Linked DNA regions of Macaca mulatta: region 1 is linked to region 2. Evidence: chromatin contacts called from public Hi-C data. All regions are on one chromosome and are shown on one strand. The core of a region is the stretch at or near the end of the contact, and the rest is flanking DNA. Distances in the headings are between cores, read along the strand shown.

Evidence for each region. Hi-C and Micro-C count contacts between places; a contact is called where the count stands out from the background.
Region 1: a Hi-C map of fetal cortex germinal zone shows a contact between it and region 2, with 3 times the contacts expected there. The contact joins the promoter of S1PR3 here to the promoter of SPIN1 in region 2. A contact is called at or near these places in 2 of 14 Hi-C or Micro-C datasets (fetal cortex germinal zone and fetal cortical plate).

The regions. Positions count from the first base shown.
Region 1 is chr15:119,668,731-119,676,075 of T2T-MMU8v2.0, forward strand. S1PR3 (sphingosine-1-phosphate receptor 3) reads left to right here and starts at 4,626. Exons shown (of 3, transcript XM_028835320.2): 1 at 4,626-5,101; 2 at 5,770-5,857; 3 at 6,599-7,345. The coding sequence starts at 6,746.
Region 2 is chr15:119,018,671-119,025,797 of T2T-MMU8v2.0, forward strand. SPIN1 (spindlin 1) reads left to right here and starts at 2,656. Exons shown (of 7, transcript XM_077966702.1): 1 at 2,656-2,990. LOC144334790 reads left to right here. Exons shown (of 4, transcript XM_077966427.1): 2 at 2,119-2,251; 3 at 2,999-4,145; 4 at 5,357-7,127. The coding sequence ends at 3,927.

The DNA of each region.
Region 1 (7,345 bases), core at 3,376-5,875, 650 kb after region 2:
CAAAGGGGTCAGCCACCTCCTGGATCAGATGCACTTGCCTTCCCACACACAAGTCTGGAAGCTTAGGACAGTGTTCACGGAGGCAGAAGCTCAGGGTCGGGGCCTGAGTTTCCTGGGGCACCGCCTCCATATCTGGGGTTCTCTGGACTATGCCCAGATAGCTCATAATGTGCCAGCCTTGTTTGTGATGGAGAAGGACTTGGGGAAAAGCCACCAGGAAGCGGTAAGTCTAACCAGGGAAGTGCACTGACTTGCACGCTTTGAAGAAGAGAAGGGAGAAAAGACACGAAGCCCTCACCTGATTTGTCTGTAAGAGTTGTTATTTCTCAGGGGAGCTGCATTCATGGGCCAAGCGTGTGCAGCTGGGTGTGTGAAGCATGCATTTTGCAATGGACTATCTCCAAAAGCAGAGTGAGGTCACCCAAGAAATCCAGAGCAAGGGAAAATACTCATTAGCAAAGAAATTTTGCTGGAGCTGTGAAACGGCCAACTCATTTCCTTTTTAAGTTATTTTAAATGAAATTTAAAAAAAAACTTGCTTTCCAAGAAATTTTGTTTATTGGCATATGTTTGGTGTTTTAATTCAGTTTGGAGGATGAGCTAGTTAATTTCCCTGGGAGTACATGTCTCTTAAAAATATAGCATCCTGCATCTGACCGAGAGAAATATCTTACTGTCTTATTGTGCTTTTCTTTTATGCAGAGAGAGAAAGGGGGGTGTTGGGAAGGAGATCAGACTGTGGAAATATTTTCTTTATTTTTTCTCTTTTTCTTCCTTTTATAGTTTGCTTATTTTTCAACTTGACATGGGTAGAGAAAGCAAATCGCTAGTATAGAAAGCACATCTGGAATCCATCCGGCCTCCTCTCTCTGGCTCACCCTCCCCCTAGCGATGCTTCTCCTTGAAAATGGGGGGAAGGTAGGCACCTCTGACCTTGGTAGGGTCTAATTTGGGGTCATTCACTGCAGACTCATCTTCTGAAGGCGTCTTATTCCTTCTCTACAAGAAAAAAAAAGTGTTGGTATTAAAATGCTTTGAGGTAGGCTGGATGATCCCAGCTTAGTGAGGATGACATGAAAACTCTTAGCGAATGAGCTGTTTATTGAGTAGAACTGAGGGAAGCTGAGATGTGAGCAGTGTCTCTCAGTAAACATGGAAAGACTGAAGATGCAGACAATCAAATACTTAAGTACCTTGAAGAGCTGGGTGGTGGGCAGGGTCTGTCCAGTCGGTCAGGAAGATGTGTTAGTGCAGCACTTGGAAAAGAGTGGAACGTCTGGGCAAGGGTGTGCCGTGGAGGTGGGCAGTGGGAGCAGCCCAGCGTCAGTGTCTGTATCGGTTAGAGACCACCGCTAATGAGGAGGAGCGTCTCTGCTCTGCAGCTGTCCGTACTCCTGTGTCTTCCGTAACGTGCCCAGCTTTCTGAATATATACAAAACTAGTCTGCAGAGAGCCACACGTCTCCGCATCTGGCTTTATTTCTAAGTGTTCAGGTGGAATTTAAGCCGTCATCAAATTTACAACGTCACTGCCAGCTCTGGACACTTGCTTTTGGAATACAGCAAAGAGTGAACACTAATACTGCATCAGTCTTGCCCTCTGTTGGGGGCCACCCCTCCTCCCCACACCAGTTTTGCAAGATGAGCTGGCTGGGGTCTGGGAAGCCCAGTGCCTCCAAGTCATGGTTAAAGCCCATCCCGGACACCAACACACCGCTCACAAATCAACATCGGCCCTGCAGAAACATGGACATGTGTTCGCCAAGAGAACATCCTCAATCAATCCCAGCAGTGCCACCTGATGATAATCAACACATGGGCCACGGAAGAAATTACCCCATGTCCATAAACAAGAATGAATAGAGGGTAGTGTATCTGCCCACACCATGAGAGCAAGAAGGAATATTCAGCATGCAGGTGCATCTATGTGCAGGACTCGTACAAGCATCGTGGGGAGAGGAAAGCAATGGACACAATTGTATCCTGCAGGGTTTCATTCATGTGAAGGTCAGAAGCAGGCTAAACTCACCTAGGGGAGAGTCCTAGCCCAGGTAGTGGTGATGCTTGGGGACAGGTGGTGACTAGGAGGGGCACAAGGAAGGCTGCAGGGTCCAGCCCATCCTCTTGCTGGCCTGGGTACTGGTCTCACTGATCTCTGTGTGGTGGGGCAGGCAGCGTCCCAGGCCTGCCGGTGCCCGCAGTGCCCAGCACTCCTGCAGTCCCTGGCAGTGTTAGTACCAATCCTCCAGAGTGGCTGTCTCCCCTCTTGCCCTGAGTAGGGCTCGCTGACTCCAGGAGCCTCAGGCCTGGGTGGGCTTCGAGCTTTCTTCCAGCAAACTTGAGGTCTGTGGCTGGTACCCCTCAGGAGCGGAGGGGAACTCTTGTCCATGAGATGCTTTTAACCGTGCACAATAATGTGTAGATACATCCAAAATCAATCTGGCCTTTAGCCCAGCACTTAACTCTTGGGATGAGGCCCGCTTTGTAAATGTTGATAATCCAGAGAAAATGAGCTTTTAGATTCTAAAGACGCCAGATATCTTCCACTTAGGCAAAATGCGGAGAATCATATTTAACAAAAGATGTTCTGGACAAATATGCTTCTTGAGGGATGAATATTTAATTATAAGGGAAATGATAAATCGAACATTAATGGGAAAATATGTTTGCCCCCAAGATTCATAGTTTTGATGGGTCTCTGGCAAATCTTATACTATGTTTATTGGGGTTATTTTATTGCTGGTTATTGTCTTTAATTGTTTGCTTGTTTTCTGCTCTGCTCAATTGTGTATGAGCCTGTGGAGCGGTGGGTCTGCTCAGCCTCTCCTCTCCACTCCTGGGAGCAAGTCCGGATCTGGCTGTTGGATGCATGGCAGAAGCAAAGGTGTGGAGAAGGTTCAGAGGAGACAGGACAAGTAAAAATGGCAGGGTCAGGTTGTCATGGGGGATGCATGGCAGAAGCAAAGGTGTGGAGAAGGTTCAGAGGAGACAGGACAAGTAAAAATGGCAGGGTCAGGTTGTCATGGGGGATGCATGGCAAAAGCAAAGGTGTGGAGAAGGTTCAGAGGAGACAGGACAAGTATAAAATGGTAGGGTCAGGTTGTCATGGGGGAAACTGAGGCACAGGAGGCAAGCTGAGGTAGTACAAGAACAGTCTGAATTATAACAATATGCCAGTGTTACCTAAAAGGATGAGGAACATGGAGCTGTGCTTGAATCCCTACCTGAGCTGGGGACAAGGGGCCTCAGGCATCACTGATTGGAACCAAGGTTTGTCTGCAGCTTGTCAGTTTCTGTCTCAGAAGCCCCACATACTGGAGTGGGTATCCCGGCGATGCTGTGGGATAAACCAGGACACTGTGGTGTCATGGACAGCTGTCTGTCTGCCAGGTGAAGGCCCCTCTCGTTGCAGTGTGAGCCGGGCAGGTCATCTGTTTGGCAGCATGGTGACGGCTCTGGCCCCAGCTGCTATGGGAGGGAGGATGCTGGCACAGGGCACTGCCCACAGACTGCCTTTGCTCCATGCCTTTTCCATGAGCATGAGTGACTGTTCATGTGGGAAACGGCAGAGCCCTCGTGGCCCCCCTCAGCACTGTGCAATGGTACTGGAGGTGGCAGGAGACAGCCTGAGGGCCCAGGTTGTCCTCATACCCGGCTTCATGCCAGGGTGCATGCCGGACACAGCACATGTGTCCCCGAGAGGCCCCTGATCAGGGTGGAAACCCAGCAAAGTGAAAATCAGAAATAGTGATTCTCCAGTCCCTGCTCACAGACAAAGAAAGAAAGAAATCATAAACAATACTAGGCCCGGCGCGGTGGCTCACACCTGTAACCCCAGCACTTTGGGAGGCCAAGGCAGGCAGATCACTAGAGGTCAGGAGTTCAAGACCAGCCTGGCCAACATGGTGAATCGCTTGAACCTGGGAGGCGGAGGGTGTGGTGAGGTGGAGGGTTTGGTGAGCCGGGATCGCGCCACTGCACTCCAGCCTGGGTGACAGAATGAGACTCCATCCCCAAAACAAAACAAAACAAACAAACAACAAACAAACAAAAACTAAAGGGACAGTATCTTTTTAGCACCTGTCATTGTACAGGACGCTGGGGAGGGTACTGTGGACTTACCCTGGGTGGAAGGCCCCTGTGTGAATGGAGAAGCTCGATGCTCAGAAAATGCTGCTGCCTGTGGTATTGTCCCATTTAAAGAGGCAGTTTGCAGTGCTTTTTCAAAAGTGGCATGCAGCATCAGAGAAAAGTCACCAGGGCTGGGATGATTCCAGAAAATGTTACAGAGCAAGTGGAATTTGACTTGAGGTTTGAAGGATGGGCAATATTTAAATAAAAATCAGAAAGGGTAGAGAGGGAGGGGCTGGGGGGAAGGCTGCCCACTGGACTGTCCTGTTCACCTCCAGGAGAACCTACAGGTGAGACATGGTCTCTTCTCAGGTGAATGGGGAGCCAAGTAGCGCTGGCGTGGATGAGCCACGCTTGGGGCTCAGGGAGGCAGGCCCAGGGCCCTGCACTGCCTGTCATGGCTCATGAGTGATGGGAGCGATCTGGGCAGGCAACCCCCTCTCGTCCTGCATCATCAGCCTGGACTTGGAACTTGGCTGCTTTTTCTTTCTGCAGTGAGCAGAGGGCCTTGACCAACAATAAGCCTTTCTGCCAGCACTTGGCATTCCAGCTGACCTCGACCCAAGGCCTCTGTGACTTCAGGAGGCGGCAGCTGGGAAGGGTCGGGCAGTTCCAGGCAGAGCACAGACGTCAGCTCGGACATCCCACCCCCCACCAGCCCTCTACCCCTGTGGTCTCCAGAACAACTAACACCTCCAAGCTCCAGGACACTGGAAAAAATCTTTGCAAAGAAGCAAGGGGCCATCTCAGAAAATCCAGGCCCCCCAAACTGATGTAGAGAGAGGACTTTGACAGCATCCGCCACTCTGGAAGGTCATGAGGATACAGACACCATCTGGAGCCACCTCTGCTTCTCAGCCCCAACCAGGCAAGCCCCATATCTTCAAGGGACTGATCTGTACCTGGGAATAAACTCATGGGTGGATGAGATTCAGTCTATCACACCCTAAAATGCAGAGCCCATAGTATTGGTGAGTGGTTCATGTGTCTCTGAAGCAAATTTAGGGCTGTGGTTCAAACGTTGTAAAAGTTACAGAAAAAAATTCACTGGATACACACAGTGGGCTCTTTTAAATTAGCCTCATTTGAACTTAATTTGATATTTAAATACTCAAATAATAGATGATGGCCGGGCGCGGTGGCTCACGCTTTAATCCCAGCACTTCGGGAGGCCGAGGCAGGCTGATCCCTTGAGGCCAGGAGTTTGAGACCAGCCTGGCCAACATGGTGAAACCCCGTCTCTACTAAAAATACAAAAATTAGCCAGGCATGGTGGCAGGTGCCTGTAATCCCAGCTACTTAGGAGACTGAGGCAGCAGAATCACTTGAACCCGGAAGGGGGAGGTTGCAGTGAGCCGAGATTGCACCATTGCACTCCAGCCTGGGCGACAGAGCAAGACTCCGTCTCAAAAAAAAAATTTTTTTAATAAAAATAAAAAATAAAATAAAATAAATGAATCCACTGAAAGCGGTTTCTACCTTGATAGTTGGGTATGTGGCGTCATCGACATCACAGAAGGCTGATTGATATTACCTGTTACCAGTGTGGTTGAGTGCAAATGTTTGAGGTCTGGTGGGAGAAGAGTTTGGTATTCAGAACTCATCGAGGCCTTTGCTTACCACTTTCTCTCTCTTGCAGTGCTCCCAAATGTGCCGCTTCTGTTGCTTCACATGCTCCCACGTAGTTCTATCTGATATTCAGGGCTCTGAATTTCAAGGCAGACTCAGTGAGTGTGATTGTCACTGCTTTCCTGTCCTTCCTTTATCCTCTGTAGACTTAGGTCCCGTTTTTGCAGGTTGATATTCCTTCTTCGCTGGGCCCTGGACCCACTGCTCACCAGTGTGGTGTCTGCATGGGCACTGCCCAGACTTGTACTGTTGGTCCCTCGATGACCGCATGGTCAGGCCTCAGGGCTCTCTGCCAGGCCAACCTACAGCCCATTCAGACCTGATTTCTGGGCCTGGATCCAGGGGACACCATCTGGGAAGGGAGGGAGCTTCCCACGATACCACTGTGAAACTCACCAGGGAGGTCTTGGAAATTGAGCAGGCATCATTCAGATTCCATCCTGCTTTTAGGTCCTGAGAAAATCCTGCTTTTCCCTGGGTAACTGGGATAATGGGTCACCAGCTCCCGTGCCCTAGATGAGGACTAGTTAGCATTTTCTAGTGCCTGGAGATTTCCAGATGGAAACTGTATTTGGGTCTGTGTATCTTTGTTACAGGATTCAATAATTCATGCTCTGAATTTCCCTTCCCGGCAACTCCAGACACCAAATCGCTTCCCATGGTCTCCCCCAATCACTTAGGGAACTTAGCCTGTGTCTAAAGACCCTCTGTGCAGCCTGATGTGGCCAGCCATCCCCATACTTCCACATTTTTCATGCCTTTCTCCAACAGCGTTGCCGTGGCCCCTTAGGCGGCGATCGTTTTATCAAGGGTCGCTCCCTCTTTTTATCTGTTGGCAGGAGCCCGTTTTCAACGCCCTCGCTGGAGTCTGGCCTGCACGCTTTGCTGAAAGAAGCCAGAGCCTCAGCCCTGCTTCCCTCTGAAATGAATGTTCCTCGAGCGCCCTCTGGTGGATTCTGGAGCTAACCGTCTGTGAATGCCGAGTGATGGCAACTGCCCTCCCGCCGCGTCTCCAGCCTGCGCGGGGGAATGAGACCCTGCGGGAGCATTACCAGTACGTGGGGAAGCTGGCGGGCAGGCTGAAGGAGGCCTCCGAGGCCGGCACGCTCACCACCGTGCTCTTCTTGGTCATCTGCAGCTTCATCGTCTTAGAGAACCTGATGGTTTTGATTGCCATCTGGAAAAACAATAAATTTCACAACCGCATGTACTTTTTCATTGGCAACCTGGCTCTCTGCGACCTGCTGGCCGGCATCGCCTACAAGGTCAACATTCTGATGTCCGGCAAGAAGACGTTCAGCCTGTCTCCCACGGTCTGGTTCCTCAGAGAGGGCAGTATGTTCGTGGCCCTCGGGGCGTCCACCTGCAGCTTACTGGCCATCGCCATCGAGCGGCACTTGACGATGATCAAAATGAGGCCTTACGACGCCAACAAGAAGCACCGCGTCTTCCTCTTGATTGGGATGTGCTGGCTCATTGCCTTCACGCTGGGCGCCCTGCCCATTCTGGGCTGGAACTGCCTGCACAATCTCCCGGACTGCTCTACCATCCTGCCCCTCTACTCCAAGAAGTACATCGCCTTCTGC
Region 2 (7,127 bases), core at 1,406-3,905:
TGCTGAAGGTCTTCCAACCTGGATTTTTCTTATTTTTTTTTTCCCAACTTGAGTCACTTAAACATTTTTGGCAGTTATACATGGGTAATATAAAAACCCATTTGTGACATTCTAATGAGCTAATTAGCAAGGCCTTAGATGCAGTTGAGATATGTACTCTTCTGGAGTATGACCTTTGCTGATATAGGTCTGGGTGACATTACTGGACTGTACATTTTTTTTTTTTTAAATTTAAAAATTTTTTTGAGACAGAGTCTTACTCTGTTTCCCAGGCTGGAGTGCAGGGGTACAATCTCGGCTCACTGCAACCCCTGCATCCTGGGTTCAAGCGATTCTCCTGCCTCAGCCTCCCAAGTAGCTGGGATTACTGGTGCCCGCCACCACGGCTGGCTAATTTTTATATTTTTAGTAGAAATGGGGTTTCACCACGTTGGCCAGGCTGGTCTCGAACTCCTGACCTCAAGTGATCTGCCTGCTTCAGCCCCCCCAAAGTGTTGGGATTACAAGCGTGAGCCATCGCACCCGGCTGGCCTTTTTTAAATTTTAAAACATTTTATTTATTTATTGTAGAGTTGGGGTCTTGCTATATTGCCCAGGCTGGTCTTGAACTCCTGGGCTCAAGCCAGACTCCCAACCTTGGCCTCCCAAAGTGCTAGGATTACAGGCATGAGCCACAACGCTGTGTATTCTCTCTCTCTTTTTTTTTTTTTTTGAGATGGAGTCTGACTCTGTCACCCAGGCTGGAGTGCAGTGGCACAGTCTCGGCTCACTGCAACCCCTGCCTCCTGGGTTCAAGCGATTCTCCTGCCTTAGCCTCTGGAGCAGCTAGGATTACAGGCATGCACCACCACGCCTGGCTAATTTTTATATTTTTAGCAGAGATGGGGTTTCACTGTGTTGGCCAGGCTGGTCTCAAACTCCTGACCTCAAGTGATCCACTTGCCTCAGCCTCCCAAAGTGCTGGGATTACAGGTGTGAGCCACTGTTCCTGGCCTTTGTAAAATTTTTTAAAATTGTATTTATTTTAGAGTTGGGGTCTTGCTGTGTTGCCCAGGCTGGTCTCGAACTCCTGGGCTCAAGCCATCCTCCAGCCTCAGTCTCCCAAAGTGTTCGGATTACAGGTGTAAGCCACAGTCCTGCGTATTCTCAACAGCTCCCAATGTGATCATTACTAGTGGCACATTTTAAATCAGGGGTTGGCGGATGGAGATGGAGGTGGGGCAACATATTTGACTTTGAAGACGTTTTCTGTGAATTTTGGAGGAGCGTGTGTGCTACTAGCATCTAGTGGGTGGAGGCCAGGGATGCCGTCAAACATCCTACAAAGCATGGGACCGACCCCACACGAAAGGATTATCCCATCCCAAAAGCCAACAGTGCTGAGGTGGAGAAACCCAGGGGTCTCACCAACGAGATGAAATCTTCCAACCAGCAGATTTCTTGGCACCTACCTTCTTCCCATTCCTCTGTTTCTGAGATAATCCCACTATAAGACATTAAACAGGCCGGGCACGGTGGCTCACGCCTGTAATCCTAGCACTTTAGGAGGCTGAGGCCAGCGGATTGCTTGAGGCCAGGAGTTTGAGACCAGCCTGGCCAATATGGCGAAATACCGCCTCTACTAAAAATATTTTTAAAAATTAGCTGGATATGGTGGTGCGCGCCTGTAATCCCAGCTACTCGGGAGGCTGAGATATGAGGACTGCTTGAACCCAGGAAGCAGAGGTTGCAGTGGGCCGAGATCATGCCACCGCACTACAGCCTTGGGAACAGAGCGAAACTCCGTCTAAACAAACACACAAAAAAGACATTAAATACACAAATGAGTGAGTAATTTCTCAACACTTGGGAACTTGTAAGTACAGCATTACACTTTTATATCTCAGTACTGAAATCAGCCCTCTAGTTGGCCTGTGAACGTCCCATGCCTGCCAAGTGTGTCATCTGAGACAAGCATTTCCATTTGTTTGAGTAGGAATCTATCACTCTTATTTGGAAGAAAAGGTGCCAGTCAAACCCCAAAGAGTATTGCTAACTAATAATTGTGCTGCAGTTTAGAGTGTTTAAGGTGCTTTCCAATACCATGTTCTGAAATTTGATCTGACAACGCTTTGGGAGGCGGTTTATTACGATGAGGCTGCGCTGTCGCACTCGAGGAACCGGGTCAGTGACCTGCTGCAGGACACGGGGCTGGCGGGGAAGGGAGAGCGCCTGAACTCAGCCTCCAAGTCCTGCACTCGACTCTGCAGGAGTAAAAACTATTCTTGACGCTACCTCTCTCCCTTCTCCTGCAAACAAGCAACAAAATGCTGAAAAGGCATCTTAACTGAAACGGAAGTCAAATGAATTCGCGTGCGATCATGGGAATTTTTGGCTCCTAACCTTGCGAGTAGAGCTGGGTGACTTCCATTTCTGGTGGGGGAGTGGAAACAGGTTTCTGGGCTTGCAGAAGCCACATCCCGTCCCCACACAACCTAGGCCAGGCCAGCTATTTGTAGGTGAGGCTCCGGGGCTCCAGCTAACCTGAGCTACCTGGGCTGGGCTTTGTGCGGGGAGGCAGCAAGCGAGGTGAGCGGGCGACGACGCCGGCCTCTACGCAGTGCGGTGGTGAAGACGTCTCTTCCAGGGAGTCACAGGAAGCAAATCCATCCTTTTAAAGGGCTCGCGTCCCGCGGTCCTGAACCGGCGCGCTGGAGCAGTAATGCGGCGTTCTCCAAGGTTCAGGGCTCACGGCCCAGCCCTGTGATCCAGCTTCCTCAGTCTTCGCGGTGTGCACTACTCAGGACCACTTGCGGCTTACGTCCCAGGACAAAGGGGGCTTGTCCTTTCTTCAACGTCCTCCTGCGCAAAAACGAAGTCCTTCGGAGGCTGCCTGCCTTCCGGGAGAAGCTGCGCCCCCTCAGGCGCCTGGGCTCCGCGCGCCTGCCACCGCCCATTCACCTCGCGCACCTGGCATTCCGGGTCTCCGGCCCCGCCCTGCCGCCCGCCAGGTGAGAAGGACCGGGCCCCGCCCCCGCCGGCCCCGCCCCGCCCCACTGCGCCTGCGCAGTCGGCCGTCGGCGCCAGGCGCCGGGGCGGCGCGGCCGTCGCAGTTCGGCGGGCGCAGTGCGCGTGCGCCCTGGCTGCTGGGGGGCGGGCGGCGTCCGCGGCGAGGGAGCGGGGGCGGGGAGGCGCCGTCTGGCTCGGGCTGGGGCCGGCGGGAGCGCGAACGAGCGACGGCGGAACCCGTGGGCCTGTGGACTGCAGCCGCGGCGGCCAGCAGGTGAGGCTCGCGCAGGGCGGGCGTGGGTCGTGAGAGGGTGCGGGCCGCCGGCAGGCCAGGGGTGCGGCGGCCTGCCCGGGGGCGCAGGTGAGCGCGGCCCGCGCGGGGCCCGGCGGAGCATTGTCCAGCGGGCGGCGCCCGCACAGCGCCCCCTGCCGGCCGGGCCACGGCGGGGACCCGGGCGGGGCGGGCCTGGGCCTCCGGGCGGGCGCGCGCTCCTTTGTTCGCCGGCCCCCACTCCTCAGTCCCCCCATCTCCGCCGCCCCCCGCCAACATGGCCGCCACCCTCCCGTCCCCAGTTCCCCGGCCGCCGCCGGCCCCTTAGCGCGCGCTTTGTTTGGAGCCGGGCGGGGAGGCCCGCGGGCAGGGGGCGGCGGCGCTGCGCAGTCGGGCGCGGGGAGGGGGCGCTGCGCCAGAATGCGGGCGGGGAGGGGGAGCGTTGCATAATCCCGGGCCGGCGACGGGGGCGGGGCGGGGGGAGGGGCGGGACCCCGGCGCGGCGGGTCGGGTCACCCCGGGGACGCGGGCCTGCCCTCGGGCCACCCCTCCCAGGCCCGGGGGATGGCCGCGGACCTTGCAAGTTGCGGGCTCCGCGGATGCGCGGGTTTCCGCGGCGCCGGAACGCCCACCGGCCAGTCCTCGCGCCCGCGCAGCCCCTTTCCTGATGCGCCCGTCTCCTCGCCGCCCTCCGTGGGGGCGCGGCGAACGGGTTGCGTGCTCTGGAGAGAGACAGGCACTTTCCTCTCCATCGTGAGTGACCTTGGATGTATTCGTCAAGGAATGTGTTGAAATGAATTGTGCGATGCGGGAACTGCGCAGCGCCTCGGGTTTGGCTTTCTCGAGCATCTTATTGCATTGATTGTGCGTTCTCGATTTTACAGAGGTTCGTTTTGAGTAATGGCTTCAGTAATGTCATCGCATACGCATTTCGAAGTTTGTTTATGCATTTGTTTTTACATTTATTCTCTTTTTATTTATAATTTTTGAATCAGATTTTGTGTTTTGGAGAGATTTTCCGTGCGTGGTGGAAGTGTTTTTACTCTTGGTAAATATGGATTGTTTGACTATTTTATCACGTTCATCGCAAAACAATACCAGGAACATTTAAATGTCTTAAAGGATTTCACGCTACATGACGTGTGCCAAAGACTACTTACGCACCAAAACGCGAATACCTGTCTAACTTTTTTTCTATTGGAATTTTCTGGAAGGAATTCTGTGCAATCCGAAAGGATTGATGGAGGGTACAGTAATTGCTTTCTACATCGCTTTTGTTAAACAGTGAAAATTAAGCTTGGAGATTTATATCTGGACATACTGAGTTTTTAAACACTCTTTTGAAGTGAAATTTGGGAAGGGCAGGTAAAATGAGTATTCTTCCAACCTCCCTACTCCCCCCATCAGCTTTAGTTAAAAGGCAAACACCAAAATATTGTAGTAGCTGGTAATTTGCAGAACGTTTGTTTTCAGATTTGATAATTATATATTAAGGTACAGTATGTGTGTGCTAGTAGATCGTAGATTCTTACGAAAAATAGAATTTCTTTATAATCTTTTGAGTAGCGAAATGGTTACTTTTACAATGGTTATGAATTGGGTTAAGGTAAAAGGGCCAGTATATGTCTTCAGTCATCTTTTTATGCCTGAAATCCAGGGAACAGTGAAAATGGATGTTCCCTGGAACAGCCATTGCGATGCCATATGTTGATCATTGGTGTCCTTACAGTGTATCTCAGATAATTGTGTGTCTCTCTTGTGAACTGAGGGATCACAATATTGATGTGGCTGATGTGTGCCCCTCTGCATTTTGTGGGTAGTGTCTCAAATTTGGCTATCATATTGATGAGAGTTATTAATTTGGTTTTTATTTAGATGGTTTTCACTTCCGAGTGACTTACCTGATTGCACTTAGTTATAACGTTACTGGTTGCACTCCTTAATTGCTAGCATCTTTTTTCTAGTATGTTTGATATACATTCTTTTGGTTTATCCTTTAAAATATGTGCTGAGAAAGCATTTAAATGTTAATACTGTATTTACATTTGCTGGACGTTTAATTCAATGTGTCTTCTTTCCCTTTCCATGAATGAAAAGAAACTGGAAGAAGAGAATCAACTATTTCGTGCAAGTATTTTGTTCAGTTTAGAAGATACTATGGTATTGTGAAAACAGTGTAGTCTGGAGTTTGACATGGAGTCACAATGGCCTTCCAAGTCAGTACAATCTGGGTTGAAATTGACTCCTTACTGGTCCAAAGCCACATAACTGATTCATCATGCAGCCTTTTTTTTAAAAAAGTTTTTTTTTAAAGCTACTCGAATATGTCAGTTTTATTTTCTCTATACACACATTTATTTGTTACTGAAAATTGCAAAAATAGCACATTAAAGATCCTTTTATTGGAGTTCACATTTTTGGAAACCAGAAAATTCAATAATTACGCTCTTGCCAAACTACCCAGTGTTTTCTTTACATTCTTGCTCCACAAGTTGCTTTACTTAAATTCTTGATGTTGGACTTCATCTCACTGACTTCAGGCTTCTGACACACAAAGGACATTTAGGACCTACTGGCTCTTTGGGTCACATCAGAGAGGAGAGCTAAAGTATGTTGAAGTTACTCAAATACATGCAAGCTACATGGATCTCTTATAAATTACTGGTATCGTGGCAGAAATGAAAATACACCAAAAAAAAATCACAGAACTCTTCATCAAAATTATTGGAATACAAGCTGTTCTAGCATAGAGTAGGTTTCTCAACCTAATACATAAAATTATCAGCAAGAAAAAAAGTACAAGAATGACAGTTTATGGTTGAATTGGCTTGGTGTCATGATTCCCTGTTCTAGCATTCTCAGGCTATCTATGATACAGAAACTGCAGCTCATTTGAATGGTTCTCTTCTTGATTCATTCTGAATTCTCCCTTTGGCCCAGTGTCTACTAGTTGTTTTTCAAGCCAAGAACATCTGTTGAGGAACAGGTATCTCAATTTTACAATACTTACTTTCTGCATAGATAGCAGTGTTCTTACTTCTACTCCTAAAGCAAGCCATCTCTGATGTCCTGGAAGGTCGTTTCTCTCCTATCCAGTTTTTGGAATGAATCTCTGGTAGAAGGGAAGGGAATTAGGTACTAGGGTTGGAAGTCATGTTACTAAAGTTCTTTATTGACATCTCTGAGCAGAAGAAAGGCCCCTGAGTCATCCTGGGAATTTTCTTCAGTGAGCATTTGTGAAGATTCTGGGGTCAAGGTTGGGTTAAACTTTTGTGGTGGGTCCATCCGAGGTCTAGTCAACAGCACTAAGCTCTTCCTGGATCTTTGGGACCCAGCGGAAAGTGATGCCAGTTCTCAAATTGCTACAAGGTAACCTGGAAAGAAATCTATGACCCAGAAAGCCTGAAAACCCAAATTCCAGCAAATAATGGTGAAAGAGCCAACCCGCAAAGCCTTTTAAAACCTTCAATTCCTTAACTGTAAACTGGGATAAAACCTATGGTGTAAGTCTGTTCTGAGAATTACGTGAAATGGATTTATAGAGTTTTCAGTACAGTTCCTGAAATACAGCAGCTGACGCCAGTAGATGTTGATTTCCTTCTCCTTTCTGCTTTTGAACTTTGCTGTAGTTGTTAGCATTTTTTTTAATGTGAAGTAAACAGTTGGCTTAGTTGTGCATCAATATTCAGTCCAATTTAATTTTAAATTACACCTTTACTGGGAACCTATTCATGACCTTAAAATTGCCATAAACCCTTTATAGAACAAGTCATGTTTGGCTAAATATATAAACACAGATGTATCCTTACAGACTTTATAGTCTGATAGAGGAGATACACATGCATATAATGAGGGAATTCTGTGCTGA